Linked DNA regions of Sus scrofa: region 2 is linked to region 1. Evidence: chromatin contacts called from public Hi-C data. All regions are on one chromosome and are shown on one strand. The core of a region is the stretch at or near the end of the contact, and the rest is flanking DNA. Distances in the headings are between cores, read along the strand shown.

The links. Hi-C and Micro-C count contacts between places; a contact is called where the count stands out from the background.
Region 2: a contact with region 1 is called in a Hi-C map of liver, with 3 times the contacts expected there. The contact joins two enhancer-like sites. A contact is called at or near these places in 2 of 47 Hi-C or Micro-C datasets (heart right ventricle and liver).

Annotation. Positions count from the first base shown.
Region 1 is chr7:87,844,232-87,850,937 of Sscrofa11.1, forward strand. No RefSeq gene overlaps it. Among named protein-coding and RNA genes, the nearest start is that of AKAP13, 42 kb to the right of the region's middle. Within about 2 kb of position 5,155, at least 73 of the 83 cell types and tissues checked have an H3K27ac peak or open chromatin away from gene starts, as enhancers often do. A contact at or near this core is called in liver, where this site is marked.
Region 2 is chr7:87,949,788-87,956,335 of Sscrofa11.1, forward strand. The region is part of intron 1 of AKAP13 (A-kinase anchor protein 13); the gene reads left to right. Among named protein-coding and RNA genes, the nearest start is that of AKAP13, 64 kb to the left of the region's middle. Within about 2 kb of position 4,279, at least 5 of the 83 cell types and tissues checked have an H3K27ac peak or open chromatin away from gene starts, as enhancers often do. A contact at or near this core is called in liver, where this site is marked.

The DNA of each region.
Region 1 (6,706 bases), core at 3,905-6,404:
GGAACATTTCTGATGCCTAAACAAAATGAGGAATATCAAGAGTGCTAACATTTAGCCTTGTGCGTTTTAGTACACATCAGCTCATTCCATTTTCAGGACAGCCCTTTGAGAAGAGCATTAAAGAAATCAAGTCTCACAATGGTTAGTAATATTTAGTGTGCATTAGTGATATGCTCAAAGACATATAACTAACAAGTAGCAGAGCTGGAATTTAAGCCCAGGTTTATCTCAGCCTACAGTTTCTACTGAGTTTAGGTACTCATCTAGATTGATAGCCCAAATATTCTGAACTGAGAACAACTTGTACTCTAGTCTAGAACATGGAATCTCAAACTTGACGGTGCATCAGAATTACCTGCAGGGCTTGTTAGCCAAGATCTTCTGGGCCCCACCCTCTCGTGTGTTTCTTATTCAGTAGATCTGAATGGGGCCTGAAATTTTACATTTCAGACAAGCTCTCAGGTGAGGCTGATGCTGACAGTCCAGGGACCTCACTTTGAGAATTCATTAAGTTTTTCCTAAAAAGTCATCTGAACGAATAGCCAGTCCCTGAAGCAATGACTTTCATAGATGGTAGCAAGGAATGAAATGCACTTAACCCTTGAAGAGCTGTAATTATGATTAGTACTCAGAGGAAGTTAGCAGGTAAATTCACTGACATGGATAAACAATATGGAAAGGAAGCAAATGTTCTCAGCAAGGTCGCTCTCCACACATAAATTTCATTTTCTCCAAAGAAAACAATAAGCAAACAATGCAGAAGATCAACAGACTTCATTTGGCTTTGAAAACAAAGCAATAAAAAGAAAGGGCAAAGTAGAAACAGAATGATGACTACAAAACAATTGTTCCTACTATTTTTTTTTCTCAGTGCCTATAGAGAAGCTTAACCAGTAAACATGTATTTATTGAGCTCTTAGGGTATGTAGAAAAAAGTATGGGGCATGGCTCTTGACCTCTAGAAAGTTAAAGTGATGCCTCATGATCTGTTTCTTGCATGCCACAAAGTGAAATCCCCAAATAAGTAAAATTAATTCCTTAAAGTACTCAAATTTTATTTATTTGAAGTATATTTTTTCTAAAAATGCAAAACTTCCTATTATTTTATTTTTTTAATTTTTTTATCACTTAATGAATTTTATTACATTTATTATGTGTACAACAATCATCACAACCAAATTTTAAGGCATTTCCACCCCAAACCCTCAGTGCATCCCCCCATCCCCCAACATGTCTCATTTGGAAACCTATTATTTTAAACCAAGAACGAAAAACATGGTTCAGATTTTTCTTGATAATTCTAGTCCATATTTCAGATACCTACTTTTGAAATATTAAATAACGACCAGAGGATATAGTGAGGGGTATGTGGCTATTTGCCCTACTTAATGTAACTGAAGTCCCATCTTTATATTTGGGGGTTTCTATTCTTTATCAACTGTTGCTTTATTTTTTTATTTTTATTTTTTATTTTTTGCCTTTTAGGGCCACGCCTGTGGAACATGGAGTTTCCCAGGCTAGGGGTTCAATTGAAACTACAGCTGCTGGCCTACACCACAACCACAGCAACGCAGGATCTAAGCCGCATCTGTGACCTATACCACAGCTCACAGCAATGCCAGATCCTTAACCCACTGAGCCAGGCCAGGGATCGAACCACAACCTCGTGGTTCCTAGTCAGATTTGTTTCCGCTGCACCACAACGGGAACAACTGTCACTTTATTTTGTCTTCATTGGGCCAGCTTCTAATACCTCCACTTTACCTCTTTGAATTTGCTGTTTCTTTTCTACCATGGATTAGAAAATTCATACTTTGTAAGAAGCAAGATGAAGATAAAAAAAACTCTGAGTGAGGGTCTGGGTTTCTTGCCTATGAGTCAAGTAAGCTTTTTTTTTTTGTCTTTTTGCCATTTCTTGGGCCACTCCCACAGCATATGGAGGTTCCCAGGCTAGGGATCCAATCGGAGCTGTAGCTGCCAGCCTACGCCAGAGCCACAGCAACACGGGATCCGAGCCACATCTGCAACCTACACCACAGCTCACGGCAACGCCAGATCCTTAACCCACTGAGCAAGCGCAGGGATCGAACTTGCAACCTCATGGTTCCTAGTTGGATTCATTAACCACTGTGCCACAACGGGAACTCCTCAAGTAAGCTTTTAAAGTCTGGTCTCCATGAATTCATTGTGACAAACTCCCAGGTGATATTGATGCTATTAGTCTGGGAGCAACCCTTTGAGGACTCATTCCCTAATGAGTCATCTGTGAAAATACAGATATTTCTTCCTTCTTCTAAATTATTCTCTCAGGGGGAGCCAGTTTGAAAGCTTCCAAATATACCTTCACTGTGAGAGGATGATTAGCCCAATCCTATTGGCTCTTTCCGTTCTCCTTCTGGACAAGCCCTTGTAGGGCCCTACTTTCCTCTTCCAAAATTTTCCAAACATTTAATGTAGGATAGTATTCCCTGGCCATATAGTCATATCATCTATTTATTGGAGGAATAAATAATTTATCAACACACATATATTACTCAGCATTCCTCATAAAACAGATACTTTTTAGAAACTTTCATTTATCTCCTTTAATCCTTACACCCATCATATGAGCTAGGAATGAATAAATAGCCCTATTCTAAACTGAAGAAACTAGAGGAGATTAAATCACCCACTCATTCAAGGTCCTATTTAGTAAATGGCATAGCTGGGATTCCAACTTAAATCTTCAGATCCCAAGGCCAACATGCTTTCTATTAGGCCAAAGCAACTGCCTCATTGAGAGTAAACTGAATGTTGGGGCGCAAAGGAAAACAGCAATTTACAGGTTTAAATGAGACAAACCCATGACAAACATAATGGCCCCTCTACCTCACACCCGTGGCAGACAGCATTCTTTCCTGCTGCATATGGAATCTTCAAAATCTTTTTCAACCTAGTATCTCTAGTAGCCAGAACTAATCCATTGGAATAGGCACAGAGTACAAACCCATATGCTTTTGTTTCACTTATTTGGAAACTTCATTTCATGGTATCCCACTTAGAAACATTCCACCTAGAAAGTGAAAAATAAGATGTTATTTGAAAAGGCAGGGATAAGGTTGGGACAGGTAGATATTTGGGTGAACTGACAGGTGATTCCTTATCTTTAGATCAGTGGTTCGCAACCAGGGAAAATTTTGACCTCCAAGTTGATATGTAGGAATGTCTGGAGACATTTTTTATTATCACAACTAAATGGTAGGAGGTGCCACTGGTATCTAAAGGGTAGAGTCCGGGGATGCTGTTAAATATCCCACAGTGTGCAGGACACTCAGGTTCTCCCACAGCAAGCAATTATCCAGCCCAATATGTCAACAGTGCTGCAGCTGAGAAACCCTGCCCCCAGTCACAGCACATGTAAAGGAGGGAGCAGAGCAGAGCTCCTTGCAGATGCCTGCTGCTTCTCTCACATTAGTAAAATAAAGTTGAAGGAACTGAAACCACTGATTTAGGGTCTGCTTCTGGTTGCTCACACACCAAATACAGAGGCCGCAGAGGTTTCAGTTATAGCTGGCTGTAGGATCCTTTATTTTCTTCTAGCCCAGATGACCTGAAGAAACCTAAGGTGCTACCCACACATCCTGAATCAACATAGCTTTTGGCTTTTCCCTCCCAGCTTCTCTCCAATCCAGACAACAGGAAAGAATATTTGAAAGAAAGGGAAAGTGAAGGATGAGGGGGAAAGTAGACTAGAATCTTCAAGGAGAACTCCTCCACAGCCAGACTGGTTCTCAGTGCAAGCACATTGACACTGATCCCATGAGCACTCTCAGAATACTTTTGTTCCTGTTTTTCAACAACTCTACCACTCTAAGTGTGGTGTCCAGAGCAGCAGAATTGGCACCACCTGGCATCTCCTTAGAAGTGAAGAATCTCAGCCCTCCCCAGACCTCCTGACTCAAAATCTGCATTTTAACAAGATCCCCCAAGTGATTCATATGCGCATTCATGTTTGAGAAGCACTGTTCTAAGGTTTCCAAAAGGCAAAATAAAACTGCAAAGTGAACAGCTGCAAAACAGATGCAAAGCAAACCACGTGGTGTAACATATGACTTCTCCAGAGGATTTATGACCCTCTGTGGATGGTAGCTTGTAATATAGAAAACAGAAATTTGAAAGAATGTGTGCAAAAAAATCAATGTCATGTTATATCTTTTTAATTGCCCTTAAAGGGATCCACCTTGGGTTCAAGAAAATGTAGTGCTAGTACCTAAAACTGCTTCATGCACCCAATGAGGGCACAAGTATTTGGTGGGTTTTTGTTTTTGGTTTTTTCTCATAAGGAACAAAGTTAAGATTTATACTGATCTTCCATGAAATCAGGGAGTTTGATTTGATCAGTATTTCCAACACAGCATTCCATAGTACCAAAATTTTGTAACGAGAAAAAAGTCAATGTTGTATATTTTAAATAACTTAGAAAATAGACTAAGGTGACTGGATCAGTTTCAACTTAAAGTCCTCATTCAACTTACCCAGATTGATTCATTGAAGAAATATTAAGTACCTCCTAGTGTATAGCACAAGGAAATTTACTCAATACTGTGTAATAAAGTATATGGGAAAAGAATCTGAAAAGGAATGGATATATGTATAACCGATTTACTGTGCTGTACTCCTGAAATTAACATAATTTTGTACATCAACTATATTCCAATAAAATTTTAAAAAGAAAGAAAGATTAGGTCCCAGAATCTTTGCAAAGGAGAGTTTGAAGGAATGCAGCAACCAGTGCTGCAAATCATTGCCTGAGATTAGGTGCGGCAGGCAGCACTTGATAACTGAGACGAGAGGGGAACAGAGATGGGGGAGGAGTCGGACCCGCAGGACCTGGAGGGAGGAGGAGGGGGAGGAGCTCTGGATGCCCTTGTGAATGCGCTGGAGCTCGACCGTTCGGGAGGCAGGTCTAGCCGGATTCACACGCTTGCCTGCAGGACAGACCACGACTCTGCTTGTGGAAGGTTTTCCGAGGACAACGTCCCGCGATCCCGCTGCCTCTTTCCCACGGAGCTGTGGCCGAGTTTCAGTTGAACAATCCACAAGGGTCAAGACTCTGGAGAGCAGGTCTAGGAGAGGCCGCTAGAGGCCGCGCTCGGTCCCTTCCCCGAAAACCGAAAGGGCTCCAGCGAATGTGTGTTCAGCCAGCACTGTGTTCTTTCATAACCTCCGCGCTGTGCTTGCGGCTCTCTGCGAAGGCCGGAGGCAGATCAAACACCGGCCTCGAAGTCAGAGAATGCTGTAGCCCCTCCATCACAGATGGTGGGATGCTGGGTGGCCTCTTAGAGCCCTTCCTCCGACTGCCGGGCCTCTCCCCAGGACTCCCCTGGGGCTGAAAGCTTGGTCCGCTGATAACAGTCCCCTGACCCCGCTGGGATTCTGAAGCCCAGAGAATGGATTTGGAGAGAAAGCAGTGGAGCAAGGGTGGAGAGAGAAGGAACCTCAGAGCTCAGGCAGGCAGACTCCTTCCCAGCGTGGCACCTGAGCCTTGGGACTGCTCCCCTGGAGGTTGGGCCTGAGTTGACGCTACAGGAGGAACCCAAGTGGAAGAAATCAACCAATCTGGGAAATGAAGCAGAGGTTTCTAGAGGCTGCCCCGCCTAAAAGAGTGTTCAAAGGCCACTGAATTCTTAAGGTCATTGGACTTTTTTTTTTTTTTAACCTGTGACGACTCAGTCAGGACAAGGCAAGCAAGAGAAAATTGCTCCTGAAATACTTCCTGAAAAGTTCTGAACCAGTGAATCACAATCCGGTCGCAGGACAGAGAGGCACTGGCACTTCCACAGGGAAAGGAAATCACCCAATATTTGTGAGCACCCCTCCAGGCTCACAAATTTTTGCATTCAGTTGCTTAGTGCTTTTTGCATTCAGTTGCTTAGTGACCTAACAGGCCAGGGGGGCGAATATAAATATCTCCATTTCCCTGATGTCAACATCAGGACTGGGAGATGTTAAGTAATTTTCCAGGGTGGGCTGGTAACAAAGTGACAGAGCTATGATGCTTGTTTATTTGATTTAGTTTATAAATAGATTATACAGTCACATCATTCAAAATCATAAAGCCTAGAAAAATCTCTCATCCACATGACCCCCAAATATCCAGTTGCCTTCATACACAGGTAATAACTACCATCATGTGTTCCTTATTATGTAGACACTTTCAGCATTTCCTTATGCATACCAGTTAATGAGAAATATATTATTTTTGTTTGTTTGATTTTCTTGTTATTGTTGTTGTCTTTTTGCCTTTTCTGTGGCCACTCCCTCGGCATATGGAGGTTCCCAGGCTAGGGGTCGAATCGGAGCTGTAGCCACGCCACAGCCACAGCAACGTGGGATCTGAGCGTCTGCAACCTACACCACAGCTCACAGCAATGCCAGATCCTTAACCCACTGAGCAAGGCCAGGGACTGAACCCGCAACCTCATGGTTCCTAATCGGTTTCGTTAACCACTGCACCACGACAGGAACTCCCGAGAAATATATTCTTATTTTGACTCCATTTTCTCACAAAACATGGCATACTATATACATACTGCTCTGTGTCTTGCTGTTTTTACTTGATATCTTGTAGATCTTTCTGTGTCAGCACATTAAAACCTTCTTCATTCTTTTCCTTTTACAGCTGCACAATATTCCATTGTATGGAGGTACCACATTTAATTAACCC
Region 2 (6,548 bases), core at 3,029-5,528, 100 kb after region 1:
ATAATGTCATTCCTAGAAACAGATCTCAAAAGTCAAGTGTATTCTAGCAGTATGCATAGGAAACAAAGGACATTTAAGCACAAAAGTAAAATGACTAGTGTTTTAAATTTTTATTAGAGAATGTCACAATAGCTTGATTATTTAGTATAAGAAAGAAGATGGTTTGGGGCACGAGGTAGAGTGCTGGCAGCAGAACTCCAGCGTATGAAACTTTATGGTTCTCTGGTGTTTTGGGGGGATACACTTGGAATTTTTAGTGTGTGCTTTTATGAGGCATGCCTTTAAAACTGCAAAGTATGATAGTCACTCAGCTTTAGTTCAGTTTTAAAGTTGTTTTCATGGAGTTCCCATTGTGGCTAAGTGGTTAAAGAACCTGACTAGCATCCATGAGGACGTGGGTTCGATCCCTGGCCTTGCTCAGTGGGATAAGGATCCAGCTTTGCTTTGGCTCTGGCGTAGGCTGGCAGCTACAGCTCCAATTGGACCCCTAGCTTGGGAACCTGCATATGCAACAGGTGCGGCCCTAAAAAGACCAAAAAATAAAAAAATAAAGTAGTTTTCATGAAAACTCTTTTCTGTTGAGCAGCTAGACTTTTTCAGAATATTGACTCAGAAAAATCACTTAGGGCTCTTGTAATTAGCATTTGGGGATCCATTTCGTGACTATCATAGAATCAAAAGTTTTACTGGGGAAAAAGACAGACCCACATGAATTCATGAGTCTTTCTTTTCCACTCTTGATAGATGGTACCCCATCAGTCTATGTCATGAGAGGCAGAAATCTAGACATCATCCTTGGTAGTCCTTTTTTCTTAATCCCATACTATGTTTAACCTCCAAATATCTGTTATTTACTCCCTTCTTTCCATCTCCATCGCTGATGTGAGCCCTAGCTGTTCCTTCATACCTGAATTATTGCCACAGCTTTCTAGCTGGAATCTCTGTATCCACTTCCTGCTTTCACTCTTCTGTCCATTATATGAACAAGTGATCCTTAAAAATCTAATTGTGACCTTTATTTTTAAAATAAAGACCAAACAAACAAAACACAACAAAAGGAAAGCGGAGTTCCCTGGTGGCTCGGTGGCTTAAGCATCTGGCATTGTTACTGCAGTGGTTTGGGTTGCTGTTGTAGCATGGGTTCTCTCCCTGGATTGAGGACTTCTTCATGCTGAGGGTGCAGCCAAAACAAGTAAATATGCCAAAATGAAATAAAGGCCAAAATAGTTGACAGGATCTAGTAGGCCCTAAATGGTCTGGTGCCTACACTCTTTTCCAGCCTCATTTCACACAATATGCCCCTCCCCAACCCGTTCTCTTTACTCTAGTCATATTTGATTTCTTTAAATCCTTCATATTTACCTACTCTCTTTTGCTAAGGTCTGTGTTATTTTGTTTCTTAGCTCTAAGTCTAGACATTCACTTTTTCAGGGAAGTTTTTCCTTGACTTCTCTGAAGAGTTAAAATCTCCCTGTTATTTGTTTTCATAATATGGTGTACCTCATCTTTGTGATACTACTGTTGCACTTCTCTATTTATTTGTGTGATTATTTGATTTTTGTCCCTCAGTAGACTCTAAGCCCTCTGAGAGCACAGAGGACCCAGCATTGTCTCCACACTACCTGGTGTTTCTCCTAGCAGGTAGTAAGAACTCTGTAATTATAGGTTAAATGGATGTATGAGGTTTAACTAATTAGAGGCCACATTATGTAAAAAGTACAAAATTGTGTGTTTTGGATGGAAGTGGAATTGGGGGATAGCGGTGGGGGCAGGGCCTACCTTGAATCTGTTGACTGTGTTGGATAACATTGTGGACTGTGGACGTTGTCAAACTCTTGGAAATGCAAGTCAGGTAAATGAGATTCTCTTTTTGTTTGGAGCACAATGAGCACCGGATAAACAATGTGTGGGAAGACTTGAGCCATAGTTTCTGTGACTTCTCTGGGTTTGGCATCTACTGGAAGGACTTAATGTTCTTTACCCTGCTTTCTGAATTCTGAGGAAGGAATGGGGAATGGGTTAAGATGAAAGGAGATATGTAGTCAGAAAATGATAGAACCTGATTTGTTTTTAAAATAATAGTCTTTTTTTTTTTTTTTTAAAGCTCTTTAGTAAAATGGAATGAGTATGGATCTGGGTTTGATTTTCACCTCTCTTCTAAGCAGTTTGATTGAGATGTAATTCGTATGCCATGTAATTCACCCTTTTAAAATGTACAAATCGGTGGCTTTTAGTATATTCACGGAGTGCTGTAACAGTTATCACAGTGATTTTGAAACATTTTCATCACTTCCCAAAGAATCCCTGCACCCCTGAGCTGCCATCTTGATCTAGCATTAATAGATGTTTTATCATAACTCACATATGCTTTCTGAGGCTCGGTTCACTTTTCTTGTTTGGTCTCTTAACAGTTCTCAAGAAATTGAGCCAGGTTATTGCCTTCCTTGACCTGAGAACCTTAGTTTTTATTTTATTGACAGGAAAGGTGGTTGGTTACCGAAAGTCACAGATACCTTTCTACATATGCCAAAAGGATAGATTTCTTCTCTCTTCTCTCTGTTCCTTCCTTTGGATATTTTAATGGAAGCTCTGGGTGTTTTGAGGTAGAAGTGAAGGGTTCGTTTGTATCTGTATTAAACTTCGTCTTGGTACATTCGGTCTCTTGTGTACATCCTTGTTATACCCATTTTATAGCTATTTAAGGGCTTTGGATCTTCAGTCTTAACTTTCAGTATATTAGTGTTCTTAATGAATCTCAGTCTGTATATTTCATCATTAGTTGTTTCTAGACCTTGGTAAAAGCGTTCATCAGAATTGGACAGTGGTGCAGTGGGGAAGAGTTGCCTTTGCATATGCTAGAAACCTTGTTTCTTGGAGATGTTCATCAGTTATGTTTTGCTTTGTTGTTGAAACAGAGGGTTAGGATGGCAACCCTGGGGTATGGGGCCTATTCTCCCCCACCCCCAAGGAGTCCCCAAATTCCTAGAATGTGCCTTAACCTGGAAGCACAGATAAAATTATGTGCTGGGGGAGGGAGAATTTTAGTTACCCTATGCTTAGCTGAGGCTACCATGTTCTCACAACCCAGATTTCTTCATTTTATTCACGACAGTATCATGGGGATTTGAGCAGGTGTTTTCTTGAAATTCAGACATGATATCAATCCCTAGGATGAAAAAAGTTATAAAAAAGAAACCCCATAGTCTGTCTGGTGTGTCTTAATTGTGACTGTATGCCGAGTTTCTAGATTGTTGATTCCCTTTCTAAGGCTTCAAACCATCCCTTTAGCAGTTCGTGTCTGATATTGAGATAACTCTCTAGTAGATTACAATTTATGGAATCTGCTTTCTTACTGCTAAACTGCTGCTCTACATCTCTTTTATTCTAATACAATCTTTCAGGACTCAGGAAGTATCTTTTTCTGGCCTATGACAAACTCTTTTAAGTCAGGCATTGATGGTGTCTCTGTATCTTGGGCTGTTAATTTTTTTCTTTGCTGTTATTTATTTTATATCATGTAGTCTGAAGTTCATTCTGATAGGGAGAAAAGGAGGAAATAAGATAAGGAATTCTTTTATGCACCACCCCGAGCAGTAGGTCTTAGATCTTAGATCTTCCTTGTTTTGCCTCAAATATAGAAAGCCCAAAAAATCTTTTTGGAGTCCATGGCATTTTTCCAAACTTGAGGTAATTTTTGGAGAAAAGAATCATACCCTTTGTGCCTTTCTACTCTAAACTATTAAAAGTTCATCCTTCTTATTGTAAGCAAAATCGGAAGTGTTTAATTGTTTACTCCCTGGCTATATATACTGAACATTTTAGTTAAACAGGCCTTTCTGCTTTGGGTTGGAGTTGACTATTAATAAAGTGTTAGAGATGAAAACTAATCCTGATCACTCCTTAATCAGAATCCAGATGCACTGCCTCAGTCTATAGGAGACTCATTGAACTCACTTTCTCTTTTCTTTCTTTTTTCTGTCTTTTTAGTGCCTCACCTGTGGCATATGGAAGTTTCCAGGCTAGGGGTCCAATCAGAGCTGTAGCTGCCAGCTTATATCACAGTCACAGTAACGTGGGATCTGAGCCTTGTCTGCAACCTACACCACAGTTCACAGCAACGCCGGATCCTTAACCCACTGAGCAAGGCCGGGAATCAAACCCATGTCCTCATGGATACTAGTTGGGTTCATTACTTCTGAGCCAGGATGGGAACTCCCCTCACTTTCTCTTTGCTTACAGCTCAAGTTGGCAGCTTCTCCCTGCATAGTGAGTCTTGTCAGCTCATGGCAAACTATTGGCTGTGAGCTTTTGCTGTGCTCATGAGTTGTCCCTCAAAGTTCCATGAGGTTATGGCTCTGGGGAGATGTTTCTCAGTCCTTTCAATACTTGAAACAGTAACAATTATCATTTATTATCTACTCCGTGCTGGGCTTGCTTAATCCTCCCAACAGTGTTGTAAGAAAGGTATGATCTCCTTTTTTCTGACTGGACTAGTAGCTTCCAGATTAGAATTGCTCCAAACCTCATGAAATACTTTGATATTTGTGTTTTTATCAATCTTTAAAAGTAACTTATCTAAAATAGTAAGAGATAGGTCTATTTGATCTCCAAAGTGAGTGATTTTTCTCAGTACTGTTGGGACATACTGTGATCTGGTGCTGTGCCAGGTGCTTCAAAGGCTATGAAATAGAAGATGACACACTCCTGGCCTTTAAAGACTTTTTGAAAAATAAGGGTGAGGGGAGCATTGAGAGTTTGATAGTGGAGGATCTGCCTTTCTGTTGGGAAGCGTTGGGGGGGGGGGACTGAATCCATTCATTCATGTGCAGATTTGGAGCCATAGTAGATGGAGGTGGAGATTTCCTGTCCCAGCACCATGTGTTAGTTGTAGCCCTTGACTCCTTGTGGTGGTCTGTATGTTAACCCTCTACTCAGACATAGCTGTTTGCTCAAGCTTTGTCCTTTGCAGATATCTCTTGTGTGGTAACGAAGATTTGACTTTATTTTAGGCTCTTCCATTTACTCTGTCTTCATGTACAGAACCTTTGATGGACGGTGACTTTGAGTTGTGACTACATTGCTAAATTGCCATGACCGCCCTAGCCCTATATGACCTTTGTAGGCCACAGGTCAAGAAAAGAGATTTGAATGTTTCTGCCAGATAGAAGCAGATCCCTTTAATGTGTGAGGCATCTGCCTTAAGCAGTTTTTAAGAAAATACTAACTTTTAAGTATTCCTTACAAAGTAAGTATTCCCTTTATCCTGATTTTTGGTAATATATGCTCATTATGGAAATTCTGGTATATGTAATACAACTCATTACGGAAATTTTGGAATATGAAGTAGAAAAATAAAAATTACCTGTAATTGCACCTTCCAGGAATAATTACCAGACTTTTGAGTCTGTTCCCTCCCCTCTACTATGTGACCACTCCATATCTATATTCTGATTTTTATCACTTTACATTATAAGCATTTGCACATACTATTAATTTCCCTTATGGTTGTAAATGACCTTAATCATTTTCCTAATGTTAAATAGGTTATTTCCAGGTTTTACATCATAAACGAAACCCTTGTAGATTCAAGTATTTTTTTAAAAATATTTGATTTTTTTTAAGTGCATAATATGGACAGCAGGAACCAGATTTCTGCTGCCTTGAAACTTGGGGAAATCATTTTTGAATAATTTCTAGAACTGACAAGTTTTTCCTTCAAAACTACTTTATTTTAAGCATTTGGGCCATTTTTTTTCCCTGCAAAGCATTATGTACTGTTACGGGTTACTTAATAGTTTAAATTTTCCTTAATGATTAAGGGCCATGATTTTATTATAAGCATCAATCTTGCTGTTACTAGAATAGTCTCCTCTTTAATGGCTTTTGTTACACCAACCTCTCTTGTTTCTCCAAACTTCCTGGCTTCTTTCTAAATATTTGTTTTCCTTAAAGTGTTGGTTTGGATTCTGCTTTTCTGCATGTCCTTGTCTATGTGATTTCATATCTGCTCTGACTTAGACTACTACTTACATGCTAATGATTTCCCAGTTTATCATTCTGACCAAGACTTTCTCATTAACTTTAGATACGTTTATCTTTTTGCTCATTGTCAAGAACTATTGCTTTTGACTATATCAAGGATACCTCAAAACCAACATATCTAGAATTTAACTCATTGATCATCCCCCTAAAATTACCATCTGCTCTTCTTTCTTTCTTTCTTTCTTTCTTTCTTTTTCTTTCTTTCTTTCTTTCTTTCTTTCTCTCTCTTTCTTTCTTTCTCTTTCTTTCTTTCTCTCTCTTTCTTTCTCTCTTTCTTTCTCTCTCTTTCTTTCTCTCTTCTCCTTCTCTCTCTTTCTTTCTATCTCTCCCTCCTCCTTCCTTCCTTCCTTCATTCCTTTCTTTCCCACATCTGTGGCATATGGAAGTTCCCAGGCTAGGGGTTGAGTAAGAGTTACAGTGGTTGACCTACAGCTGCAGGCATGCCAGATCTGAGCCAAGTCTGTGACCTACACCACAGCTCACGGCAACACCGGATCCTTAACCAC